Regions from separate parts of the Mus musculus genome. Here regions 1, 2, 3 and 5 are each linked to region 4. The links are chromatin contacts, called in public Hi-C, HiCAR-type and promoter capture Hi-C maps. All regions are on one chromosome and are shown on one strand. The core of a region is the stretch at or near the end of the contact, and the rest is flanking DNA. Distances in the headings are between cores, read along the strand shown. Region 1 holds the start of Mob1b (MOB kinase activator 1B). Region 2 holds the start of Dck (deoxycytidine kinase). Region 3 holds the start of Grsf1 (G-rich RNA sequence binding factor 1). Region 4 holds the start of Uba6 (ubiquitin-like modifier activating enzyme 6). Region 5 has its middle 19 kb from the start of Jchain.

Region 1 (3,082 bases), core at 10-2,509, 2.5 Mb before region 4:
GGGCACCCCAACAGAACATGAGGGTAGGGAGCAGTGTTCCCCCCACCCCCGCCCTCTGACAGCACCAGGAGGATGGAAAGGCAGGGTCCGACAGCACCAGGAGGACAAGGAGGCACGGCCCTGAGAGCAAGCACCAGGAGGAAGGGGAGACGGGGAAGGGCAGCTCCAAGACAGGGAAGCAGAGCCGGGCAGCACCGAGGACTAGAAGGCAGGGACGGGCAACACAAGGAGGACAGGGAGGCAGGGCTCCCAGACAGCACCCGGAGGACGGGGAGGAAGGACCGGGCAGCACCAGGAGGACCGGGAGGCAGAGCCGGGCAGCACACGGAGGACGGGGAAACAGGGCCGGGCAGCACCCGGAGGACGCAGAAGCAGGGCCCGGCAATAGCAGGAGGACGGGGAGGAAGGGCTGGGCAGCACCAAGAGGACCGGGAGGCAGGGCCGGGCAGCACACGGAGGACAGGGAAGCAGGGCCGGGCAGCACTCGGAGGACGGAGAGGCGGGGCTCGGCAATAGCAGGAGGACGGGGAAGCAGGGCCGGGCAGCACCAGGAGGACGGAGAGGCAGAGCCGGGCAGCACCAGGAGGACGGGGAGGCAGAGCCGGGCAGCACCAGGAGGACGGGGAGGCTGGGTCGGGCAGCACCAGGAGGACGGGGAGGCAGAGCCGGGCAGCACTAGGAGGACGGGGAGGCAGAGCCGGGCAGCACCAGGAGGACGGGGAGGCAGAGCCGGGCAGCACCAGGAGGACGGGGAGGCAGAGCCAGGCAGTACGGAAGACTAGAAGGCAGGGACCGGCAACACCAGGAGGATGGAGAGGCAAGGCTCCCCGACAGCACCAGGAAGATGGGGAGGCAAGGGCCGGGCAGCACCAGGAGGACGAGGAGGCAGGGCCCCGAGAGCACCCGGAGGACGAGGAGGCAGGGCCGGCCAGCACCCCGAGGTCGGGGCCTCTGGAGCCCGGGGCCCAGGGGGCGGCGGAACAAAGCCGGCGCTACTGGACTACTTACAACAAGAAGCTCATGTCGGCCGCGGCGTGGGCTGCGGGCTCGGCTGAGCGAAGCCTGGGGCGGCGGGCTTGAATCAGAGAAAAGGTGGCGGAGGGGGAAGGACGCGCGCCGGCGGCGGAGCGGCCGCGACTTCTCCGGCTTCGCTACTTGCCGCGGCCGGCTGAGGGGCGGAAGTGGAAGGCCAGGACTCGGCAGGCTCACCGGACTGGAAGCAGAGCGGCCGAGGAAGCACCGCCCGCCGCGTCCTCCTCGCAGCCCCGCGCTCCCGCGCCGAAGTCTCGCGAGAGCGAGCTCTGGCGCCCCGCCCACATTAGGATTACCTTCGGGTCACCTCTGCCTCCCGCACAGTCCAGCTGAGAGCTTGCCCGAGCACGTGACCTGGGGGGTTCGGAGCCCAGCGGGGAAGTGGACCTCCGTTCCAGGACGCCTGGGTCTCATGGATAGGGAGGGAGTCGCCATCAGAGAGGACAGCGGAAGGCCTTGGACTCGCTTTCTGTGCTCTGATTTAGGCAAGCACCCCACGAACTGAGAGCCACATCCCCAGTCCCTCTACGCCGCCCGCACTTAAAAAAAAAAAAAAAAAGTTTTTCTGCTTGTAACGACTTGGGGGGAGATGGAATTTTGGGAAAGGGAAATAAATGTTTTAGGAGGTAAGATCTTTATTTGAACAAGCTAGCTGTCTAGGGAAACGGAGGGAGCCCAGGAGAGCTGAGGACCAGATTCCCTGAGGCAGGGACGCTGGTTATCCATGGCCATACGGATTAACTAGTTGTGGAGTCCCTTCGAAGAACTGATGCCCAAAACGCTGGGAATTATTCAGCCAGGCGCTCGAAGGAACTTTAGTTCTCACCTGCTTAAGAGGCTGAGGGCAAAGCTTTATGTTTAAAGACTGTTTGATGGCTCCTGAGATGATTCAGCCAGTAAAGGAACTTGCCACCAAGCCTGATCGCCTGGAACCCACGCGGTAAAGAGAACCAGTTCCCACAAGTTGTCCTCTCATTTCCACACAAATTAAATAAATAGATAGTGCGTGGTGGTGCTTGCCTGAATCGCTATACCTCAGAGATGGAGGCAAAAGGATCACAAGTTTGGAGTAAGCCAAGACAGCACAGGAAGTTGTTTGTTTGTGTGTTTGTTTGTTTGTTTGTTTGTTTTTACCATAGGAGACAGTGGTATTCTTTACTCGCACCTGATGCTGAATCGAGGAATTTAAGTGGAACAGTGTGCAGATAGTAGCCCAACTTGAGCTTAGCGTTCCAAAAGACAGAGGATTCCTGAAAGTGATGCAAATATTCAATTTATCCGATTTCATTTCTACACCAGTAGTCAGCCGCGTTGGCTAAATGGTTTTAAAAACCTAAATGCAAGAAACCCGAACCTTCTATTATCTCAGGAACAGCAAATAATAACGTGAAAAGACAGCTTCAAAAGCCTTTAAGCCCAGAACTGGGAAGGCAGAGGTAGGCAGATCTGTGTGAGTCTAAGGCCAGCCTGATTTACATATGGAATTCCAAGCCAACCAGAAATAACATAGTGAGCTGCTGTCTAAAAAAATCAAAAATAAAAAAAATAAAACAGACAGCAAAAGGATTTACTATGATAAAAAAACAGTAAGTTGGTGATGTAAAAGCCTTATATTCAAATCTTGATATAATACTACTTACTATACCATATATAATTCCATAAAGGTCTTCCAAAGGCGAGATTTACCTCACCAGGTTAGAAACTATTTGAGGAAGAGTAGTTGAAGGAGCAAGTCAGAGCCCCAGTCTCACCCACTCTTAACTGTAGTTCTGGCAGCCAGACATGGCTGTGTGCTTAGAAAAGAAGGCTACCGAGACAGGAGAATTAGTTTAAGACCGGCCTGAGACTGTATTTCCAGACACTGGCTCAGAGAAACAGTATAGTAAAGCTTTTGATATTTTAAAATCTTTTGATTGGTTTGTGGTTTGTTTGGTTTTTTGGGGTTTTTGTTTGGTTGGGTTTTTTGTTTTGTTTTGTTTTGTTTTGTTTTTGTTTTTTGAGACAAGGTTTCTCTATTTAGCCTTGGCTGTCCTAGACCTTGTTCTATAGA
Region 2 (2,932 bases), core at 192-2,691, 2.6 Mb before region 4:
GGCTCTCTTGAAGCTTACATCTGCTGACCTTCTTTCTCAAAGAGATGGTGCTTTGAAGGTGGCAAAACTGAAAACATCCGCTGCATACATGAATAGTCAGTACTCAACCTGCAGGCACAAACCTAACAGCTGTGCCAAAACAGGAAGCGTCGGTTGGTTCCCAGTGGTAGGAAATGTAAAAGAATGGGCAATTCAAGCTCACCTTGCAAAATGACATGCACAGTGTAGCTCCCCCAGTAAGGTTAAGGGCAGAAACTCTAAGAGTCTTTAAGCCAAAACTCAGTGCTTACCTGTACGTGGGAAAGGGAATAAAACATTGCACACTATCAAACTCATTACCTGCTTTCCTCATATGTGTAGCGTAGTGTTAGGGATTGCTACAAACGCCAACCCAAATGGTGACAACAAAGATGTGCTATATACCACTCATTGTAATATTACTTTCTTTTTTTTTTTTTTTTTAAAGTATTACACTGGGCCAGGCGTGGTGGTGTATTCTTTTAATTCCAGCACACAGGAGGCAGAGGCAGGCGAATCGCTAGAGAGTTCAAGGCCAACATTGTGAGTTCCAAGACAGGCAGGTCTCAAAAGTGAGACCGTCTCAAAAAAAAAAAAAAAAACAGAACAAGAAATAAAGTTCTGCAGAAATAAACAGCATGGGTGAGTTTTAAAGGCACTCTAGTATACTAAGCAAGACACAGAAAACAAGACACTCTGGTTTTGTTTAGGACATCATGGGAAAACAAAACTGGCAGGGATTAAAACAGAAGCAGGTCAGGGCTTGTAAGGGGATGGGAAGGGAGAAAGAGCTGACTACAAAGAAGCGCAAAGGGAACTGGGGATGTAAATGATGAAAACGGTCTCAATTTTGCGGTAAAACCGCAAGTCAGTGAAGCCTACCTGAAGAGCACACCTAAAAAGGGGTTCGCATACCTAAGTTACATCTCAAGAAAAAACAGTTCCCAACAAAGGGTGCACACTGGTCCAGAGCGCGCCTCACAAAGCCCCCGCTGGCGCCGGGCCAGACGAGCCACCGCGCCGGCGCGAGCAGGGCAGCAGGGAAGGATCCTGGGGCACCAGCACAGCACCGCACCGGGGACACCTTACCGATGTTCCCCTCGATGGAGATCTTCTTGATGCGGGTCCCCTCGGAGCTGGTCGAGGGAGAAGGGCAGAACCTCTTAGGTGGGGTGGCCATGCCTAGCTCCAGACGGCTCGGGTGCGGAACCTGCAGGGACACGGCGGCACGGGCGGCTCCGGGTTGCAGCGTCAATCTCGCGCCGGCGGGACCCGCACTTTGACTTTGGCGCGCGGAGGCGCAGGCGATTGGGCAGACCGTGGAGAACCCGCCCTGACGGCCCCGACTCCCACCCTATACGCCTCGCCCTCGCGGGATCTGCATGTCTGTGGTTCCTCCGGGCGGGCCGGGCGTCCCAGGAGCGCAGGGTAGGGGGCGGGGCTTGTGAGGAGAACCCTGAGAGAGCCGGGCGACTGACCGTGCGCGACGAGCTGTGAGCCGGAGGGGGCGGGGCCTGCGGGATGAGCAGTGGGAGGGCGGGGGGCGGGCCTTGCGCAATGAGCTCATTCGAGGGCAGGGGCGGAGCTTGAGCGAAGCGCCTAGGGAAGAGTAGGGTCAGGCTTTTCTGGACCAGCCCTTTGGGATCCTGTCAGGCTTCGTGGTTTGAACTTTTCCGGGAAGAAAAGTAAGAACTAGTAATTTCAAACTAAGAGCCTCAGTAGGTGTCTCTCACAGAAAACGTGTAGCTGTCCGTCACTGTCTTAAGAGTTATTTCGTTAACCAGCGATCTAGTACCATCCACCATACAGGATAGTGCCTAGAATGAAAGGAAGGGAGGGAGTGGCTACTGGTTTAAAGTCTGGGACCAGAAGTGAGACTGGAAACTGGCATCATAACACCCAAGGTCTCCACTTTAATTTGCATGCTACACCGTGCTGTTTATAAAGTTACCTAACACTAGGTATGTTTCTCAGCAGCATGGCTATGACTTAACATTGCATGTCCATGGCCTAACATGTAATTAATGTTTAAAGTCATATACACATGTTTATACATAGAGATGTACTCTGCACACACACACACACACACAGCATTCTGCTAGGTTGAGCTAGAGAGAGGTGCTATTTAATCAGGGTATAGACCTGGTAAAAAGATTACCCATCTGGAAGTCAGATTCAAATTATCTACAAAAACAAAGGAACTTATTTTTTTTTTAGCGTGTAACTATCATTTGACCTAAAATATGTCCTAAAAATGGACCTAGCAGCGGAGAAATGACGACTTCTACAAAAAAAGGAGCAGGTATTAAAGTGAGTTGTTGGACTGGCTGGATTTAAGGCCCACTCCATGAGATGTAACACATATCTGACACTGCTCAGGTGGCAATCCAAATACTGTTCTGCTACAATAACTGAACAATAAAATGATACCTAGTGATATCCTATAGGTCAGTATCTCTTGTAGCCAGCATCAGAGATGCTTCTTTCTGCAGAACCAAACCCACAAAGGCATAAAGTGCAGAGAGGGAGACCTTGGCATACTCTGCTTTAAATGGGATGTCTCCACCAAAGCCCTCTCCTCAGGGCTCTGGGAACCTTATGGAAAACGATGGGGAAAGTCTAGGAGTCAGAGGCAATGGAGGACACCAAGGACACAAGGCCTTCTAAACCCACCATGACCAACACACACATGAATTCACAGTGAGGCAGCATGCATGTTCCCTGCATAAAGCTAAGCCAGTTGGGGTCCTAGAGCTGAAAAAGTGGACACATGGCTCTGACCCTAGCCCAGAAGTTATTCCAATTGAAAACTGCTTGTAAATGAAAAAATTAGTTTTCCCTAACATACTCTCACTGGGAATACAAACCACTCTTAAGGAGAGATGCCATGCCCAGCAGCATAGATGGCCAACAC
Region 3 (2,926 bases), core at 286-2,785, 2.5 Mb before region 4:
TTCTCAACCTGTGGGTTGAGATCTGCTCCTCAGGTGCCAACTAAGACCATGGAAAAAAGACAGATATTTACAATTCACAACAGCAGCAAAATTGCAATTATGAAGTAGCAATGAAAATACTTTTATGGTTGGGGGGGGGGCGCACCACAAGATGAGCTGTTGTAAAGATGTAGCATTCGGAAGGTTGCCAGCCACTGCTTTAGGGTTTGTGTCTCACCGAAGAAAAGAGGAAGAACCTCTTCTACACATCTCGGGTATAAAAGGAACAAGCCGGTCAGGTTTTCTATTCTTTCCTTCTTGGACAGAAATATGTTTTCATTTGTGAAATACCTGGTTTTCTTAAATCTAAAAGGAGTCCAGAGTAAACAAGCCAAAGTTTAAGCCCAACCATCTTAAATGTCTCAAAGGTAACTTATCAGAACGTAACCTTTCAAAAGTCTGTACTGGGGCTGGAGAGATGGCTTATGGGTCTAGAGTGCTGGCTGCTCTTTCAGAGGACCCAGGTTCAACTCCCACCACCTGCATGATGGCTCACTGCTGTCTCTAACTCCAGGGCCAGGGGATCCGATGCCCTTGTCTGGTCTCCGTGGCCACACCCATATATTAATACATTAAACTAATAATAAAAAAGTCCGTATTGTTTTAAGATGAATACCATAGGATGACTGCCATTACATAGTTAACTTAAAAAAAAAAGTTTTAGAGCTGGCACTGGGATAAAGGTGAAACAGTGGAAAATGTAGGCGGTTTCTTTACTTCTGGAAGTTGAACAAGAATTGAATTTCAAAAACTTTGAAATATGTTAAGATTTTCCACGATAGAGAGCCCTATATTGGTCTCCTCACCCCCACGAGGAGGTTGGGGTGATCTAAGCGATTACCCTGCCACGGAACTACACTACCCAGTCACAGAGATGCCTCCTAACCCCACCCCCGCCACAACCAATCAGCCTCTCCTTCATATTTTTACTCTAAGAACTCCCATTTGTCTTTAGTTTTTTATTTTTATTTTTTTACCTTTGACAGGTCCTTGCCACATAGGAGAAAACTGCACAACCACTCATGTATTTATTTGCAAATCTCTACACCTTCACTTGTGACTATATTGTCTAAGGAAGGCTTTATTTTATATAATATATGATAAATATTATATACATATCTCACATATACTATAAAATCAGTGCTTCCGTTCAAAACAAAGTTGGCCTTCTGCACGAATTTTGAGGTTGGGGTATCAACGCCCCCTCAGCGTCGTCCCAAAACGTTTTAGAGCTAGGTAACCCATTCCTTCCGGAAACTTCGCCGGGCCTCGGTGACCCGCAGACCTCAGCTCTAACCTGAGCAGGAGAGCCTGGGACAACTTCCACTCTGGAGGCGCTCAGGTCACCCCACCCACACCCTTACCGGCGGGAAAGCCCCGCCCCGAGGGCGGAGCCTGGGCGGGGCCGCTCGCTCACCTCCGCCTCCGAGCCTCGTCTCAGCCCCGGGTGCGCGCGGCGCATGTGCCCGGTGCCCCCTCCCCCGCCCTGGATTCCACTTCCCCTCCGCTCGCGCCACAGCGGCCACCTCCAGGCCCCGCGCCGCCTCCGGAGCCGATGGCCGGGACGCGCTGGGTGCTAGGCGCGTTGCTCCGGGGCTGCGGCTGCAACTGCAGCAGCTGCCGGCGGACCGGCGCCGCCTGCCTGCCTTTCTACTCCGCCGCCGGCACCTTCCCGTCGGGCGTCTCTGGCCGCCGCCGCCTGCTGCTACTCCTCGGGGCCGCCGCGGCCGCCGCTTCGCAGACGCGGGGCCTGCAGCTCGGGCCTGCGGCCGCCGGGAGGCTGGCGGGTCCCATCCCTGCCCGTCCCTCCGCCGCCGCGGCCGCCGCCGCGTCCTACTCGGCCCTGCGCGCCCCGCTGTTTCCGCGATCGCTGGCAGCCGCCGCGGGCCCGGCGCGGGGTTACAGTCAGGTACGTGGCGCCGCGCGCGGGACCCTCGGCGGCCGCGCGCCCGCGTCGGTCTGTCCGCGAGCGCCCCGCGTGCGCGCCCGGGGATCCGCGGCACGCACCGCACCCCCGCCTCCCTCCCGCTCCGTCCTCCTATTGGGCACGGGAACAAGGGACGCTCTCACGGCCCCGGCTCTTCTTGTTTTGTTCCCTCCGAGTCTGGGCGGTTGGGCAGTGTAAGTGTGGCTGGGGTGAATGTAGAGGCCTTGTTTCCCGCCGGGCCCATGGTAGGTTTTGGGGGCGCCGCCGACGCCCCCCACCCCGACTCCCCCCTAGCCTTATGCCCGCTGGAGGTGAAGCTGAGCGGCCAGAGCCCGCGGAGGGTCGGGGCCGGCCGTGCGTGCGGTGGGAGCGGTAGGCCGGGCGGCTCGGGCCTCCTCGGCCGGCCACCGACGCGCAGCCCCGCGCGCACGGGAGCGTGGGCTAGCCTGGGACAGCCCCCGCGCGTCCCTCTCCCTTGTCCGCGGGGAGAGGCGGGCGGTCCACCTGACTGAAGGTCACCTCTGCAAGTCCACTCGCCTTGACAGAAGGACCTTTGGTGCAGCGGGGCTCTGCGGACGCGGAGAGCTGTGGGGAGACCGTGGGAAACTGGGAGAGAACGTGTGTGTGTGGGGCGGGGGCGTCCGTGGGTGAGGACTTGGGGGCTTCGGTTGTCACTCCACGATCTTTTCCCTTGTTTCCCGTCTTTTCAGAAAGACATTGTAAGAATTCATATTGCAAATATTTGGTCCTCTGTATATGTGGGACATTTCTCTTTTGCGGTTTATGTGGCATCTGGGAAGTGTCTACCTAACCTGGTAACGCCACTGGCCATGTTTATCTTAATTTAGTTTTGCGTCTGCTTGAATTAGTGATATCTGGGTGGTTCATCTGCATGGCTGATGTCTGCCAGTAGCTGAGCTAATTGATTTGAATCCCGGCCCAATACTTTCTGCTGCACTA
Region 4 (2,783 bases), core at 23-2,522:
TGGTTGGGAGCCACATTTTTTTTTTTTTTTTCAATCAAGCCATACAACAGGGACAGATAGTTTTTAAGTTAGAAAAGTTTCCCTTAAATCCATGGTCTCCTTGGACTAAGGAAATAAAAATTTATTTTCCCTAATAGCAGTAACAGATACAGAAAAAGTCAAGACACAAAGCTAGTAAAAAATATAAAAACATGCTTTAACATACAGCAAAGTTCCTCTGCCCGGAGAAGCTACTGTGTTCTCACTGATAATGCTGTGACTCTTTCATACAACTTCTCGTGCTGTGGTGACCACCAACCCTAAAATCATTTTTGTGATTTCAAGACAATTTTGAAGTAAAACCTGTTATACTTTACAGAACGCTGCCCTATGTCTATAATCAAACACGGATTTTTAAAATTGGGCTAGTGTTTCGTCAAACACATCACCAGTTAGAAAGATTCTTAATAGCTGGGCGTGGTGGCACACACTTAATCCCAGCACTTGGGAGGAAGAGGCAGAGGCAGGCAGATTTCTGAGTTCGAGGCCAGCCTGGTCTACAGAGTGAGCTCCAGGACAGCCAGGGCTGCACAAAGAAACCCTGTCTCGAAAAAAAACAACAACAAAGATTCTTAATTGTACTGTGTGTACACAATTGTTTTCTAAAAATGGTAAAATGAGAATGAATGAAAAAAAAGAATTAGATGAGAAATCGGCAATCAGAGAACTGGTAATATGAGTTACTGGCTGTATGTCTTTGATCATATCATTTGAGTTCCTTGTTTTTCCTCCCTTAAAATGAAAGTGCCAAATTTTACAGCTCTTTTTAGTCACTTGACTACAGAGATCAGTAATAGATGTTCAAAACAATTTAAATGGAATCTTTAAGTGGAATCCCAGCCTGGAAATGTCCTCTTTTTGTTGTTGTTGTTCAGAAAAGCGATCTCCTCAAGGCACTGTAACAGTTCTGGATTTGCAAGGCAACAGCATCTGGTAGCTGTCGAGCCCCCTGGAGCGGTACGCTCTCACAGCCGGAAGTGACGCGTTTTGGTTCCGCGTTTGCCCTCAGCGCTCAGCAGCCTTCACGTAGGCACTCCCCTCACCTGCAAGGAAGCGCGCCCCGTTGCCCCGCCCCAACCGGAAGTCAGGTGTCCCAGGGGCTGACTGGAAACCCTGTCCTGGGCGTACTTTTCCCCAGCTCCTCCCCCTGGTGACGTCGCCGCCCGCCCCTTGACCCTCGCGGCCCCGCCCCCTCGCCTGCCTCCCCGCCTCGCTGCAGTCAGTCTGTCGGAAGGCGATGGAGCGGTCCGAGCCGTTGGCTGTGCTTTCCTGTGAAGAGGCGTCCTGCTCCTCCTGGGGAGCCTGCGGGTGAGAGGCCTGGCCCGGGGCAGGCTGGGCGGGAAGGAGCGGAGGAACGCCGACGCGGGCTCCGTTCTCGCGTTCCGGCGGCTCGGAGCGCGCGGAGGCCACGGGGCCGCGCGGAGCCACAGGGAGCTAGCGAGGTGGCGAACGAGCGAGCGAGCCGGCGGGCGGTGGGTGTGGCGGCGTGGGCGCTGCCCTCGCTGCTCCAGCTCCGCTCCTCTGAGGAGACCGGCTCTTCCCGGGTCGGGTCCAGCATCCTTCCCTCAGGTCACTACTTCTGAGCGGCCAGTCATTCAGGAGAGGGTTGTGGCCCCTGTTGCTTGGCACACTTCCTTCAGCGCCACGGAGCACTATCCTCCTCCAGCCGTGCTCCTTAGGAAAACTGTTCTTGAGAGCTCAAGTCAGGATGAATCCGTTGCAGTGTGGACACCCCGAGAATCCTCTCTGTTTACTACGGGGGTGTTGGAGCGCGGGGCGGGGCCCAAGGTTCCTAGGATTATTTCCCGCTGAGGATCTTGGAGTTTTTCTTTCTCAGCCTGCAAAAATTCCGGGGTTGGGGTCCTGGTATACTCTCTCCAGTGTTTGCGTTAGTTCTCTTTTGGTCATCTTACAGTTAAGAAAGCCCCGCTTGTATCCTACCCAGTATATGACTATTACATACCAAATATAGAAGTGATGGATTTCTTACGTTACTAGCTTTACATTGCACATTGAGACATATACTTCAAGGACTGGATGGAAGTATTGTCTGCCCTGGCCAATGCTGCCAAAATCGACTTAAGAAATATTATTGAATACAAATATCTGCCCCTTAGTTGCTCTTACAGATGATTTGTTATTGTTGTTGTTGTTGTTGTTGTTGTTATTATTATTATTATTATTATTATATTGATTCTGAGGCTGGCTCCAAGTTTGCCAAAGATGGCTTCCTCCCTCCTCGTCTGAATTTCTGAGATTACAAGTATGTGCAATCAGGCGTGACTGTTTTTGAACATATTCTCGAAACAATCATTGAGACAGAGCTTTTTAAGTGTTGGCCATAGCCATTAAGCGGCTGAGCATAACCCCGTTCTCATTTTTAGTCAGAACTTTAATCCACCTAAGTCATTGTGTGTAACATAGAATAGCAAGTGCAATAAAGTGTGTAAAATAGAAACAAAATGATAGGATACTACAGGTTTATATATAGTTTTAGTATATGTTGTGTGAATATGCTGACTTTATTATATGAGGTGCTTACAGTGCAGTTAGTGTCTGGTTGCTCTAAAAATCTCAACAGCAAGCACTGCACATAGCAACAGTTAGTGAAATTAACTTCAACACATTTTAAAACTCTAAGGAAGATGATACCTAAGAAAACATACATTTTGTATGGAAGGACCTTGTCTAAGGGTTTCTATTCTTTTTTGGTTTTTCGAGACAGGGTTTCTCTGAATAGCCCT
Region 5 (2,751 bases), core at 163-2,662, 2.3 Mb before region 4:
AAGGAGTTACAGACACAAAGTTTGGAGCTGAGACGAAAGGATGGACCATTTAGAGACTGCCACACCCGGGGATCCATCCCATAATCAGCCTCTAAACGCTGACACCATTGCATATGCCAGCAAGATTTTGCTGAAAGGACCCTGATATAGCTGTCTCTTGTTTGGCTATGCCAGTGCCTGGTAAACAAAAAAGTGGATGCTCACTGTCAGCTATTGGATGGATCACAGGGCCCCCAATGGAGGAGCTAGAGAAAGTACCCAAGGAGCTAAAGGGATCTGCAACCCTATAGGTGGAACAACAATATGAACTAACCAGGACCCCCCCAGAGCTCGTGTCTCTAGCTGCATATGTATCAGAAGATAGCCTAGTCAGCCACCATTGGAAAGAGTGTCCCCTTGTTCTTGCAAACTTTATATGCCTCAGTACAGGGGAACACCAGGGCCAAGAAGTTGGAGTGGGTGGCTAGGGGAGTGTGTGGGGGAGGGTATGGGGGACTTTTGGGATAGCATTTGAAATGTAAATGAAGAAAATACCTAATAAAAAAAGAAATTATGAATTGTAAGCACTTAAAAATATTTAAAGAGAAAGTTGTGTTTATGGAACATTCATTTACTTTGCTAGTACAATTGCTAGTTGCTCTGAGAGATATGTGAAGGAAAAACAACTCTTTTTACTTTCTAGATATGTTCCTATTTCACCTATTGGCAGAACTAATAGGAAAAACTTTGCACACAATATATTACAAATATGGTTGGAGGTAAGAGATGAGTTGCACTATGAGCCATGAGGGAAGAGAGTCATTAAGGCTTGGCATAGTCTTGGAACAATGTTAACCAAATGGAGATTTTCACACTCAGAGAGTTAGAATCTTCTAGAATTATGCAAGCCAGACAAAGAGGAAGAATCATTAGGGAAGTCTAAGAATATTGCCTTTCCTTATGCATGCTGCTGGGCACCAGGGCAGGACTGTGTGTGAGATGAGGCACTATGGGAGCAGAGGGTCTTGACCTGCGTGCTGTAGGGTCTGGGTTAGTGGGCACAGCTTTATTCATTGAGCAGTTCTTTCTGTGTTAGATTATAGTTCAGCTTGTTCCTTCCTTCTTGTTTGGAGGGCTTCTCCTCTGCTAGCATGGGTTTTTTTTCTTTCTTTCTTGTAATCAGCTGATTGGTGTTTTTAAATTGAATGGCCTCTATATTCAAAACATTCAAAGGGAGAGCAAAAGGCTGTTATTGAATAAGGTGAGGCAGAGAGGCAAGGAAGTACAGGTGGATAAAAGTAAATATTATATCCTGTGGTAAAATGGTGATTATTTTACATTTCCATTTAGGGGTGAGCTGTTAGCCTGAGTCACACTGAAACTTTAAGGTTTAATGAAGTAGAAACAGACTTGTCTGTCCACCCCCCCCCTTGTCTGTTTTAAGGTCAACATTTTTGGTTCCCTTTTTGGCTCTTAGTAACGACTTTTGGTTTCATGAGTACATGGTTGTTTTAGTCAGGGTTTCTATTTCTGCACAAACATCATGACCAAGAGGCAAGTTGGGGAGGAAAGGGTTTATTCAGCTTACACATCCATACTGCTGTTCATCTCCAAGGAAGTCAAGACTGGAACTCAAGCAAATCAGAAAGCAGGAGCTGATGCAGAGGCTATGGAGGGATGTTCTTTACTGGCTTGCTTCCCTGGCTTGCTCAGCTTGCTTTCTTATAAAACCCAGGACTCCTAGCCCAGGGATGGCACCACCCACAAGGGGCCCTTCCCCCTTGATCTCTAGTTGAGAAAATGCCTTACAGATGGATCTCATGGAGGCATTCCTCAACTGAAGCTCCTTTCTCTGTGATAACTCTAGCTTGTGTCAAGTTGACACAAAACCAGCCAGTACAATGATAAATTATATTTTGAAGGTGGTAGTTGAAACTGGATTAAATGTGACAAGAGGAACAGATAGGAATGCCTAAATAAACAATAAAAGTAACTCAAAACTCTCTTTAAAGATGTGTTAAATGCCTGGGCATGGGCACCCCTTCATTCCAGCTCGGGAGGGAGAGGCATGTGGACCTCTGTAAGTTTGAGGCCAGCCTGTTCTATGAGATGAGTTCTAGGACATTCAGTGATGTTACAGAGAGAATCCCTGTCTTAAAAAAACAGAACAAACAAATGAACAAACAAACAAAACAGCAACAACAAAAACCAACCAACCAACCAACCAAACAACCAACCAACCAACCAAAACCCACCACCACCACCACCCACAAAAAGTATTAAATTTGTTACTCTGATCTGAACAGCCAAATTTAAATGTGTTGTCGACATCTTTAGATGATCCAGAAACCTGGAGGAAGAGTCTCCATGATAATGCCTGCCATGTCTAATTCTCATAAGATCAGCTGGACCCTGCGCATCATCATTCTACTTCACCATGCACAGAGTGAGAAGCCCAAGCTTTTCTCAGAGAACTGACTTGTGCCTCTGGAGATGCTGCCACAGATGGTATGTATGGGCCTCTGGACTGTCTTATGTTCTGTTACCTTCAGATATGATTTTATTCTGTATAAGTTGTCTTCTTGGGAAATGGAGGTCATACCTAGCTACGTTAGAATCAGCAGAGGGCAACTGTTAGGTTCCGTCATCCACTGTAGAAGTGGGTAGCAGTAGCAGGGTGGAGATTCGAGAGCTAAGGTAGATGCTGTTGTCAGAACCTGTAGCGCATGCCCCTTAACTTTAGACTTCACAAGCTTTGTGGACATCTTAGGC

Evidence for each region. Promoter capture Hi-C pulls out the DNA fragments that hold promoters and counts their contacts. A called contact is a pair of places that touch in the nucleus more often than the background predicts. HiCAR-type assays count read pairs that join an accessible place to other places.
Region 1: a contact with region 4 is called in a promoter capture Hi-C map of pre-B cells, with 7 times the contacts expected there. The contact joins the promoter of Mob1b here to the promoter of Uba6 in region 4. A contact is called at or near these places in 9 of 39 promoter capture datasets (the 3T3-L1 cell line, the C10 cell line, cranial neural crest and 6 more), 1 of 484 Hi-C or Micro-C datasets (embryonic stem cells), 2 of 115 datasets of contacts at active chromatin or transcription factors (astrocytes and thymic regulatory T cells) and 1 of 9 other capture datasets (adipose tissue).
Region 2: a promoter capture Hi-C map of pre-B cells shows a contact between it and region 4. The contact joins the promoter of Dck here to the promoter of Uba6 in region 4. A contact is called at or near these places in 8 of 39 promoter capture datasets (the C10 cell line, the HPC-7 cell line, cranial neural crest and 5 more), 3 of 484 Hi-C or Micro-C datasets (CD4 T cells, pro-B cells and rod photoreceptor), 2 of 115 datasets of contacts at active chromatin or transcription factors (forebrain and large pre-B cells) and 2 of 9 other capture datasets (adipose tissue and liver).
Region 3: a HiCAR-type map of astrocytes shows a contact between it and region 4, with 5 times the contacts expected there. The contact joins the promoter of Grsf1 here to the promoter of Uba6 in region 4. A contact is called at or near these places in 5 of 39 promoter capture datasets (the 3T3-L1 cell line, cranial neural crest, embryonic stem cells and 2 more) and 5 of 115 datasets of contacts at active chromatin or transcription factors (astrocytes, embryonic stem cells, forebrain and 2 more).
Region 5: a contact with region 4 is called in a Hi-C map of B cells, with 6 read pairs. The contact joins the enhancer-like site here to the promoter of Uba6 in region 4. A contact is called at or near these places in 4 of 39 promoter capture datasets (cranial neural crest, hippocampal neurons, liver and 1 more) and 1 of 484 Hi-C or Micro-C datasets (B cells).

Annotation. Positions count from the first base shown.
Region 1 is chr5:88,719,048-88,722,129 of GRCm38.p6, reverse strand. It overlaps Mob1b (MOB kinase activator 1B), which reads right to left and starts at 1,259. Exons shown (of 6, transcript NM_026735.2): 1 at 1,009-1,259. The coding sequence starts at 1,022.
Region 2 is chr5:88,763,522-88,766,453 of GRCm38.p6, reverse strand. Dck (deoxycytidine kinase) reads right to left here and starts at 1,441. Exons shown (of 7, transcript NM_007832.4): 1 at 1,108-1,441. The coding sequence starts at 1,198.
Region 3 is chr5:88,674,780-88,677,705 of GRCm38.p6, reverse strand. It overlaps Grsf1 (G-rich RNA sequence binding factor 1), which reads left to right and starts at 1,535. Exons shown (of 10, transcript NM_178700.5): 1 at 1,535-1,948. The coding sequence starts at 1,595.
Region 4 is chr5:86,171,232-86,174,014 of GRCm38.p6, reverse strand. Uba6 (ubiquitin-like modifier activating enzyme 6) reads left to right here and starts at 1,272. Exons shown (of 33, transcript NM_172712.2): 1 at 1,272-1,347. The coding sequence starts at 1,277.
Region 5 is chr5:88,507,397-88,510,147 of GRCm38.p6, reverse strand. No RefSeq gene overlaps it. Among named protein-coding and RNA genes, the nearest start is that of Jchain, 19 kb to the left of the region's middle. Within about 2 kb of position 1,412, at least 66 of the 459 cell types and tissues checked have an H3K27ac peak or open chromatin away from gene starts, as enhancers often do. A contact at or near this core is called in B cells and pre-B cells, where this site is marked.